3 separate regions of the Mus musculus genome follow, and regions 1 and 2 are each linked to region 3. A link is a contact called in public promoter capture Hi-C data. All regions are on one chromosome and are shown on one strand. Each heading gives the region's core, a stretch centred on a gene start, on an enhancer-like site or on the middle of the called end of the contact. The rest is flanking DNA. Distances are from core to core; before and after follow the strand shown. Region 1 holds the start of Aldh2 (aldehyde dehydrogenase 2, mitochondrial). Region 2 holds the start of Brap (BRCA1 associated protein). Region 3 holds the start of Kdm2b (lysine (K)-specific demethylase 2B).

What was found. Promoter capture Hi-C pulls out the DNA fragments that hold promoters and counts their contacts.
Region 1: a promoter capture Hi-C map of pre-B cells shows a contact between it and region 3, with 2.9 times the contacts expected there. The contact joins the promoter of Aldh2 here to the promoter of Kdm2b in region 3. A contact is called at or near these places in 3 of 39 promoter capture datasets (hippocampal neurons, liver and pre-B cells).
Region 2: a contact with region 3 is called in a promoter capture Hi-C map of pre-B cells, with 3 times the contacts expected there. The contact joins the promoter of Brap here to the promoter of Kdm2b in region 3. A contact is called at or near these places in 2 of 39 promoter capture datasets (liver and pre-B cells).

The regions. Positions count from the first base shown.
Region 1 is chr5:121,592,404-121,595,103 of GRCm38.p6, forward strand. Aldh2 (aldehyde dehydrogenase 2, mitochondrial) reads right to left here and starts at 1,421. Exons shown (of 13, transcript NM_009656.4): 1 at 959-1,421. The coding sequence starts at 1,078.
Region 2 is chr5:121,659,125-121,661,824 of GRCm38.p6, forward strand. It overlaps Brap (BRCA1 associated protein), which reads left to right and starts at 1,439. Exons shown (of 12, transcript NM_028227.3): 1 at 1,439-1,724. The coding sequence starts at 1,643. Acad10 (acyl-Coenzyme A dehydrogenase family, member 10) reads right to left here and starts at 1,386. Exons shown (of 21, transcript NM_028037.4): 1 at 1,169-1,386.
Region 3 is chr5:122,987,718-122,990,417 of GRCm38.p6, forward strand. It overlaps Kdm2b (lysine (K)-specific demethylase 2B), which reads right to left and starts at 1,382. Exons shown (of 23, transcript NM_001003953.2): 1 at 1,151-1,382; 2 at 1-89. The coding sequence starts at 1,183. It overlaps A930024E05Rik (RIKEN cDNA A930024E05 gene), which reads left to right and starts at 1,637. Exons shown (of 3, transcript NR_045820.1): 1 at 1,637-2,374.

The DNA.
Region 1 (2,700 bases), core at 171-2,670, 1.4 Mb before region 3:
ACTTGGCTCTTTAGGAACCTGACCAGACCTCAGTCTCTTGAGCTGTGTAGTGGGGATAGTTATAGCATCAAACTCCCAGTTCTAAAGCTTATGGGTTAAAGACTGAATTGTTTAGGACGCTGCCCTGCACAAAGGTTGGGGGAGGGGACTTTTGGGGAACCCGGACTGCAGCTCACACCAAGTGCCAAGTGCACGAGGCCCTGTAGTATCAAGAGACATGGGATCACTGTCGCCCAGCACTGGGAAGCCTGGGGCAGGAGAATTACAAGTTCAAGGCCAGCCTGGACAACTTAGTGAGATCCTGTTTCAAAGAAAAAGTAGAGAGAAAGCTGAAGACCGGAGGTGGTAGCTGCGTGTCTGGCCTGCACAAATCCAAAGTGGGGTGGGAGTGGCTGACGGAAGAACACAGAATTCCGGGCCAGCCTTGGCTACAAAATGAGATCTTCTTTCAAAATAACACATCAAGATATCAGCCCTGACTGCTTTCCCATTTTACAGAAGAGGGCAGCCAAGTCCCACTTGTTGCACAAACAAAAAGAATACTTCACAACCACGTTCTTTCATGTGATTCCAGACTTTACCAAAACTCAAAAAGCTAAGACAACATTCCAAAGTCCCGGTTGGGTAAGAGCGGCCACAGAGGGGTCCTGACCCAGCTTTTGCTTCTGAACTCTGGCTCAGGTCTGCGTGAATCGGGTAGGGGTGTATGGGAGGTCTCGCAGAGAGGAGCTGGGACGGCTGGGCCTTCCTGGGTGAACCCGGACCGCGCGGGGAAGGAGCAGGCTGCATCGATGCGGGGTAAAGAGGCCCAGGACTGTCCCAGGCCGAGAGGCGACACACTGCGGCCACATGGGCAAGGGAAGACGCGCGCAAAGATCGCTGGGCGCGGAGGGGAAACTGAGGCCGCGTCGCCCGCTCCGTCCCGCCCTAGGGCCCGAGGAGGCGAAGTGAGTCTCACCTGGTTGCAGAAGACCTCAGGCTGATGGTTGGGGGCTGGCACCGCGCTGGTGGCGGCGGCGGACAACAGGCGGCTCAGGCGCGGTCCGCGGCGGACAGTGGTGAGTGCGGCGCGCAGCATGCTGAACTGAGCGGAGCTTAACTGACCCGAACTGAACTGAAATGGGCGAGCCGAGCCGAACGGAGCCGAGAGAAGCCTTGCCGATCGGAGGGCGACTGCAGCGTTGAAGAACAAGTCCTCGCCTCCGCCCCCTGCAGCCGCCAATGGGAGGCGGAGACACGGGGGCGTGGTCAGGGAGTCCCAGCCCCTCACGGCCTAAGGGGCGCGACCCCTGGCTCCCAAAGCCAAGTCAGAGATGGAGTTTGCAGAACCCTGAGAAAGCCTAGCCAGAGTGGTGTGCGCTCCTAGCAGGGTGGCTGGCGCCTAAGGCTCACATCTGTGCAGATATGGCGGCGAAGAGAATTCATGAATGCGGTTATTCCATGAACAGCCTGGGACTGGGCACTTGAGGTGCAGGACGTCATTGGCTAGAAAGAGACGTGGACGCCTGGTCACTTGTGTGCCTTTCAACCAGGTGAACGCATCACTAGGCTAAGGAGATGGTGAGAATCTTGGCAGGGGCTTCTGGGTAGTGCAAAGAGAAGTGTTTTGAAACCCAGGAGCCCCAAACTGGGTGGAGCCCTTGGAAGCTGAGGCCCAGCCTGTTTCTGAAGCACCCAGAAGGAGGAGACTGCTGTGTATGAGCATCGCCCTGCTTTGGTGACTCGAAGGATATTGTCACCCGCGCTGTAATAGCCAGTGACCAGACAAGGTGTCTGGGCGCGTTTCCTCGTGTGCCTCTCATTTTAGCACCGGACAGCTGAAGTTGTTCCGGACTCCGCACCGTTAGCACAAAACATGAGGAAAAAAGCATTTAAGGACCTCACAGGCTGGTCACATGACCCACCGTAGGTGCAAAGGAATCTGGGAAACTGAGAACGCTGTTGGGAGAAATTAAAAAGGAGCCACTGAGCAGACTTCCAGATTCCCCCCGGGGGTCTGCACATACAGAAATCCAAAAGATATGCTCGAATTTCATATCTCCCTGGAGACTGTGCAGCTCTGTATTAGTCAATCAGGTCAGAATGAAAGCTTGGCTCAGAGAGACACACAGGACCCCTTTGTTTTCAGAATTAAAAAAGAAAAACAGCAGAAAAATGGGTCTGGGTCTTTAATCTCAGCATTCAGGAAGTATTTATTTTATGTTTATGAGTACACTGTAGCTGTACTGATGGTTGTGAGCGATCATGTGGTTGCTGGGAATTTGAATTCAGGACTTCTGCTTGCTTGCTCAGGTCGGCCCCGCTGGCTTCAGTCTAAAGATTTATTTATTATATATCTAAGAACACTGTAGCTTTCTTCAGACACACAGAGGATGTCAGATCTCATTACTGATGGTTGTGAGCCACCATGTGGTTGCTGAGATTTGAACTCAGGACCTTTTGAAAAGCAGTCAGTGCTCTTAACCTCTGAGCCATTTCTCCAGCCCTAGCATTCAGGAAGTAGAAGCAAGCAAATCTCTAGAAAGCTCGAGGCCAGCCTGGTGGTCTACATATGAGTTCCGGCTAGCCATCAATATATACATACATACATATATATATGTATATATATATATCCCTTCAAAAGTTTCACCTGCAGGGGCCCTCTGGGTGTGTTTGCTTGTTCTGCGTGGCAATTCGCCCTTGTGCAGAAGTAAACCATTT
Region 2 (2,700 bases), core at 189-2,688, 1.3 Mb before region 3:
TTCACAGACACACATACACGCACCCCAAAAGGGTTATAGAAAGTGAAAGTTGAGCAGAAGTTGGGAAATCTTGGCATTAAAAGGCTTTAAGACATATTACATAGAAAATAGTATAAACACCTCTATATATTGTATGTTCCTGTTACAGGTACCATTTGTATCCATGGCCTCTCCCAGACCTCTTACACTATAGCATGTACACAATATTGTCCTTCCTGACATGTCATATTTTTTCTCCATATATGCACTAATCTTACCTGGCCTTTCTTCCTTTCTTTCTCCCTTTCTTTCTTTCTTTTCTCCTTCCTTTCTTTCTTTCCTTCTTTCTTTCTCTTATGTGTGTGTGTGTCCTGAACATTGTTTCGATTATATCGTGTGTATGTGTGTGTGTATTTTAGACACTGAACCCAGAGCCTATACCTAAAGCATTCTAACCCTTAAGTGCATTCCTCAGTGTGTGTGCTCACTATAGCACCTGCACAGAGGACAATCTTGAGTTAGTTCTATCCTGCCATCTTGTGAAGCACAAAGCCTTCAGCAGAAGCCTGGAAGTAACCCTGGCACTGATGAGGTGGAAAAGGCAGGAGGGTCAGAAGTTCAAGGACATCTGATTCCAATACGTAGAGAACATAGATTATCTTTTCTCCAATATATAGGGTTCTCAGTATCTTGGGCTACTCAAGACCTTGTCTCAGAACAACTCAAAACCTCAAAACAACTAAACAATGGCCAGACGGTGGTAGGGCAGGGCTGTATCCCACAACTCCAGAGGCTTAGGCAGGCAGATCTCTGAGTTCGAGGACAGCCTGGTCTACAGAGTGAGTTCTAGGACAGCTAGGCGTACTTGGAGCAACTCTGACTTGGAGAAGAAAACAACAAAAACAAACAAAAAATAAAACAAAACCAAACACATCCAAACCACAAAACCAAATTTAACCATGACCTATAGGCTTCCCAGCGTATCCCTGTCTCTTACACAGCGTTTTGTATCACACAACCGAGTGGTTATGCAATAACTAGCTCAGGATCGCACGAGTGCTGAAGCTTGTCCTGTCTGGGGCTGTTTTCTGTGTCCGCAAAAATAATCATCCCACGCAGCCCCGCAGTGCCCGGCTCTCAGTGGATTATCTGTGAAGTCATTGCGCTCCTAGCCAGCCCCTCGCCATACCTGCAGAAAGTTACAACCCTGAGGTCGAAGACCCAGGAAGCCTCAGAGTCTCTGCGGACCCATAGACTCTCGGTGAGCCCTGCGGGAAAACTAAGGAGGACAAACGTAGAGAGGGGTCAAACGCAAAATAGGAGCCAGGCGTCTTTGCGTGCTCTGCGCACGCTCCTCGGACCCTGTCCAGACGGTCAGCCAAGGGGGCAGAAGCAGCTGTCGAAAGCGCATGCGCGCCCGGGGCCTCGCCCCTTTCCGCGTGCGCGTGCGCGACCCGGCGGGTCAGAGACGGCGGCCGACAGGCGGAAGCGGAGGTTGTTGTGGCTCGGCAGGCTGCGCGCGACGGGGGCTGCCGCTGCTGAGGCGGCGGCCGCGGCTTCTGAGGCGGTGGCGGCGCTGCCGACCGCGGGCCGCTCGGCCTCTGGGCTCGGGCCGCAGCCTTCCGTCAGCCCACCGGGGCCCACGCCGAGCAGCGCCTGTCCTATGAGTGTGTCACTGGTGGTCATCCGACTGGAGCTCGCGGGTCACTCGCCGGTCCCCACCGACTTCGGCTTCAGCGCCGCCGGTGAGTCGGCGGCCTCGCGCCGGGCCGGAGGGTCGGCAGCCCTCGCTCCACCGGCCCCCGGACTTGCCGGGCGCCTCTGCTCGACGTCGCCCTCGCTGCGAGAAAGCGCGGCCCAGGGCGCGGGGGCGATGCTGTGCGCCTTTCCCAAGCTGGCAGTCAGACAGACCGGTGGGGAAAGGATTTGCCCAAAGTTAGGTGTGAGTGGCTGGAAACGCGAGTTTTAGCCCAGCCGGGGACCGAGAGGCTGACGTCTTCACCACCGGCCACAGACTTCCTTAGTGGGTCATGCAGCTTCGGCTCTTCCCGTGATCGTCACAACCTTACCTGATAGCATTGAGGATCCTGAAGTGAAGGCAGGAGGACAGGCAACCAGAAGCCAGGCAGGGTTGGGGGGGGGGGGCGGAAACCTGTCTCAAAAGACCGACGAGAAAAAGGTGTGTGTGGGAGGGCGATTGCTTGGTATCTGTCAAGAGTTTTGTCATGCCCTGAATCAGACTTGGTCTGATATGTGCCATACGGACTAAATGTCCCAAGTTGATGGAAAAGAGAAACGGACACTTAGTTTGGAGAGCTGGGCTGGCGCTCGTTCTCGGAAGGATGGCATCCTGGACACTCTGTGGGTCCATTCTTTGGAGCTGCAGTAGAAGAGTGTGTTGTGGTCTTTCTTGGTCTTTGAGACTCCAGTGACTTGATTTATTTCAAGGTTACAAGCGAAATTCCAGAGCTCAAAGTGACCCCTAGATCTGAAAGTCAGTTAAGTTGGCACTAGGCACAAACAGGTAACTTCATCCTGGCCCAGTCCTGGAGACATTTATGCAGTAAAGCCTAGGGGGAGAGTACCTACTGTGTGCTTAGATGTGTGGATCGGGTGCTGAGAACTCCTACTGTGTGCTTGGTTGTGTGGGTTGAGTGCCGTACTGGACAGGCCTGGTGCCTGCCTCAGAACTGATGTTAAGGAATTTCGGTCACATCTCCG
Region 3 (2,700 bases), core at 132-2,631:
TCCTCCAGGCTGAAGCCACGGACGCTGACAATTTCCTCCACGTCCGACAAGTCTTCGTTCTCGTCGTATCTCTGGCGGTCAATCGCACGCTGCGGGGACCCAACCAGAGAACCCCGGACATTACTGAGAGGACTTGGGGGGGTCTCCTCTCACCCTGGGCCCACCAAGAACAGGTGCAAGAGTCGCGCGCCCACTGCACCCCAGCATTGCAATCTGAGCAACTTTGCGCAAATGCCAAAGATGCTGGAAAGCAGAAAAAGGGGCTCACACCCCCAAGGCCCGACTGCCCTTAAACGAAGCAATCCCTTCTTGCATCTTTGGAAGCTATGGAAATGGTATTTGGGGGCTTTCCTCTGCCCCCACGCCAAGTGATGTGCTAAGCTTTGCCCACTCGACTGGGAGCCTGGTTATGTAACCCCTGAAGGGGGCTCCGGGTATGAGCTGGCGGGGCAGATGTAGGCCCCGAGAGAAGCCGCTGCAGCAACCGGCTCCGCGGTAACAGCAGCCCTGGCGGCCACGGCGGCCAACCCGGGAAGCCGGAACCCAGGGCCGGCGGCATTACTAAGGCTGGAGCTGCTCCCGAGCTACAGAAAAGCTGGAAAGCTGAAACGGAAGGGTTGAGACCCTAACGGCCCCCGCCGACCGACCGCTAGTGCAAGAAGAGGAGGGGAGGGGAGGAGGTTAAGAATGTGGGGGGAGAGAGGCAGCCAGCCCACCACAAAGCTTCTATCAGAGACCCCAAAACGCACCAGCAGCTGCCTCATCTCCCCACGAGCGCGCGCGCACACTCACTTCCTAAGGAGACTCCCCCACCACTCCCCGCATCCTTCTTCCTCCTCCCTCCGCCGCTCAGCACCGAGCCCCGCAGCCCCCCAGATCCCAGGCGAACCCCGAGCCCGCTCAGTCCCTTCCACGCCTTTCGGCGTTGCCTCCTCCCCACTTAAGTGTCTGAGACCCTGAGCCTCACAAGAGACTGGAGGAGTAAGCTGCTTGCTTCCTTTTGCATGCAATTTATTATTTTTTTCCGGTCCTCTTGCAAAATACAGAAAAGGAAAGAAAAGGCAGCAAGAAACAACCAAAAAAATAAATAGATAGATAAATCGATCATATACCAGATACAGATTTGGGGGAGAAAAAAAAAGCTACACACCAATCTTCTTCCAGAGTCTTTCTCTGCCTCCATTTTTTTAGGAGAGTTCACCAATTAATTGTCAACACTCCTGCCCCCTGCATTTTGGCGGAGGGGGAAAGGAGGGAAGACCAAAGAAAAGAAAGCAAAAAAATAAATAAATAGAGCAAGCCAGAGCCGATATCTACAAAGTTTTGCACCAACACTTAAGCAGATCCGTTTGCAAAGTCCTAGGAAACCATTTTCAGCAGTTGTGGGGGGGGAGGCGTCGACGTCATAATCCCCGGAACGTAAACATTGTTGCCGATCGCGCTCGGAGCTTGCGGCTAGGCTAGTTGGGGAAAGGGGGGGCTCGGGTTGGGGGTGTCGGGGACCGCAGCCGTAGGAGGTGTGGGGCCAGAAGGGAGCCTGGGACGCACCGGGCGCTGTTAGCGCCTTGGCATCGCTGTTTTGTTGTTGGGTCACGAGTGCGCCTCTGCACGCAGGCGCCGCCGCCGCCCGGGAGCTGACTTTTGGAGGGCTGAGTTGCAGGCGGCGGGCGCATCCCAGAGATGGCGGGGCAGGGAGGGAGGGAAAGAGAGGAGGGGGTGGGGAGGGAGGTGCAGATTTGCACGGATGGCCTCAGCGGGAGGCGCGGAAATGCTAGCCAAGCCTGCTGGCGTGAAAGCCCCCGGGGCCTGGCACCCCCCAAAACGACCCCCCACCTCTGCCCCTGCCCCCTCTTGCTTGGGTTACGCAGGGCTGTCCCTCTCTTCCTTCACCCACCTTTCCTCATTACCTATGCTGGCGACCTAAATTCAAAGTATTTTGTATGTGTGATTTCTTTTTCTGTTTTGCTTTTCTACTGCATGCCTGGGGGGAGGGGCCAGCCTGTCCAGACCCTTATCCATTTGCGAACCTGCCATATGGAGGAGGCATCTGAGGGGCTCAGAAAGAAATTACCTCAGCACTGTATCTGTACAGACTGCATAACTTTTAAACTCCCGGGGCTGAAATAATAATATGGAGACACACGCACAGGTACAGGAAATACAGCCAGTCCACAGCCTTTTCAGACTGCAGCTGACCGGAAGAAAGCCTTTGGTTCATTCATTCGGATAGCCTCGGTAGTACAGCCCTGAAATAGAAGTTGGGCTTTTAAAGAGAAAGGAAAAAAAGTCTCTACACTCGCTGAGAAGAGATAAATCGATACACAGGAGGGAATAGAGAATCGGATTCAGCGTCTCTAATGCAGGCAGGCAAAAGGTAAGCCTCTCTCGTGTGGCAGTTTAAGAGAAAAGTGGTGGTTGTTTGTGGCTTTCTGGGGTACAGCAACCTTGATTGATCCATATTGTTTCTCAGCGGAGAAGGGGGGCAGCCTTTGTGAATATTCCTGGAGTAGCAGATCCCCAATGTTCCTCCGTCTTTTAAGTAGTGCTTGTGACTGCTTCCAGAATTGACTGACCCTCAGTGGTCCTGGAATTCCTTTAAGTTGAGAGAAATGCTGGCCCTAAACTTTGTTTCCCTCCGGGCCTCTTCCTTTCTTGCAAGGGCCTAATGACAGCATCACAAGGATGTTCTGAGAGACCTCC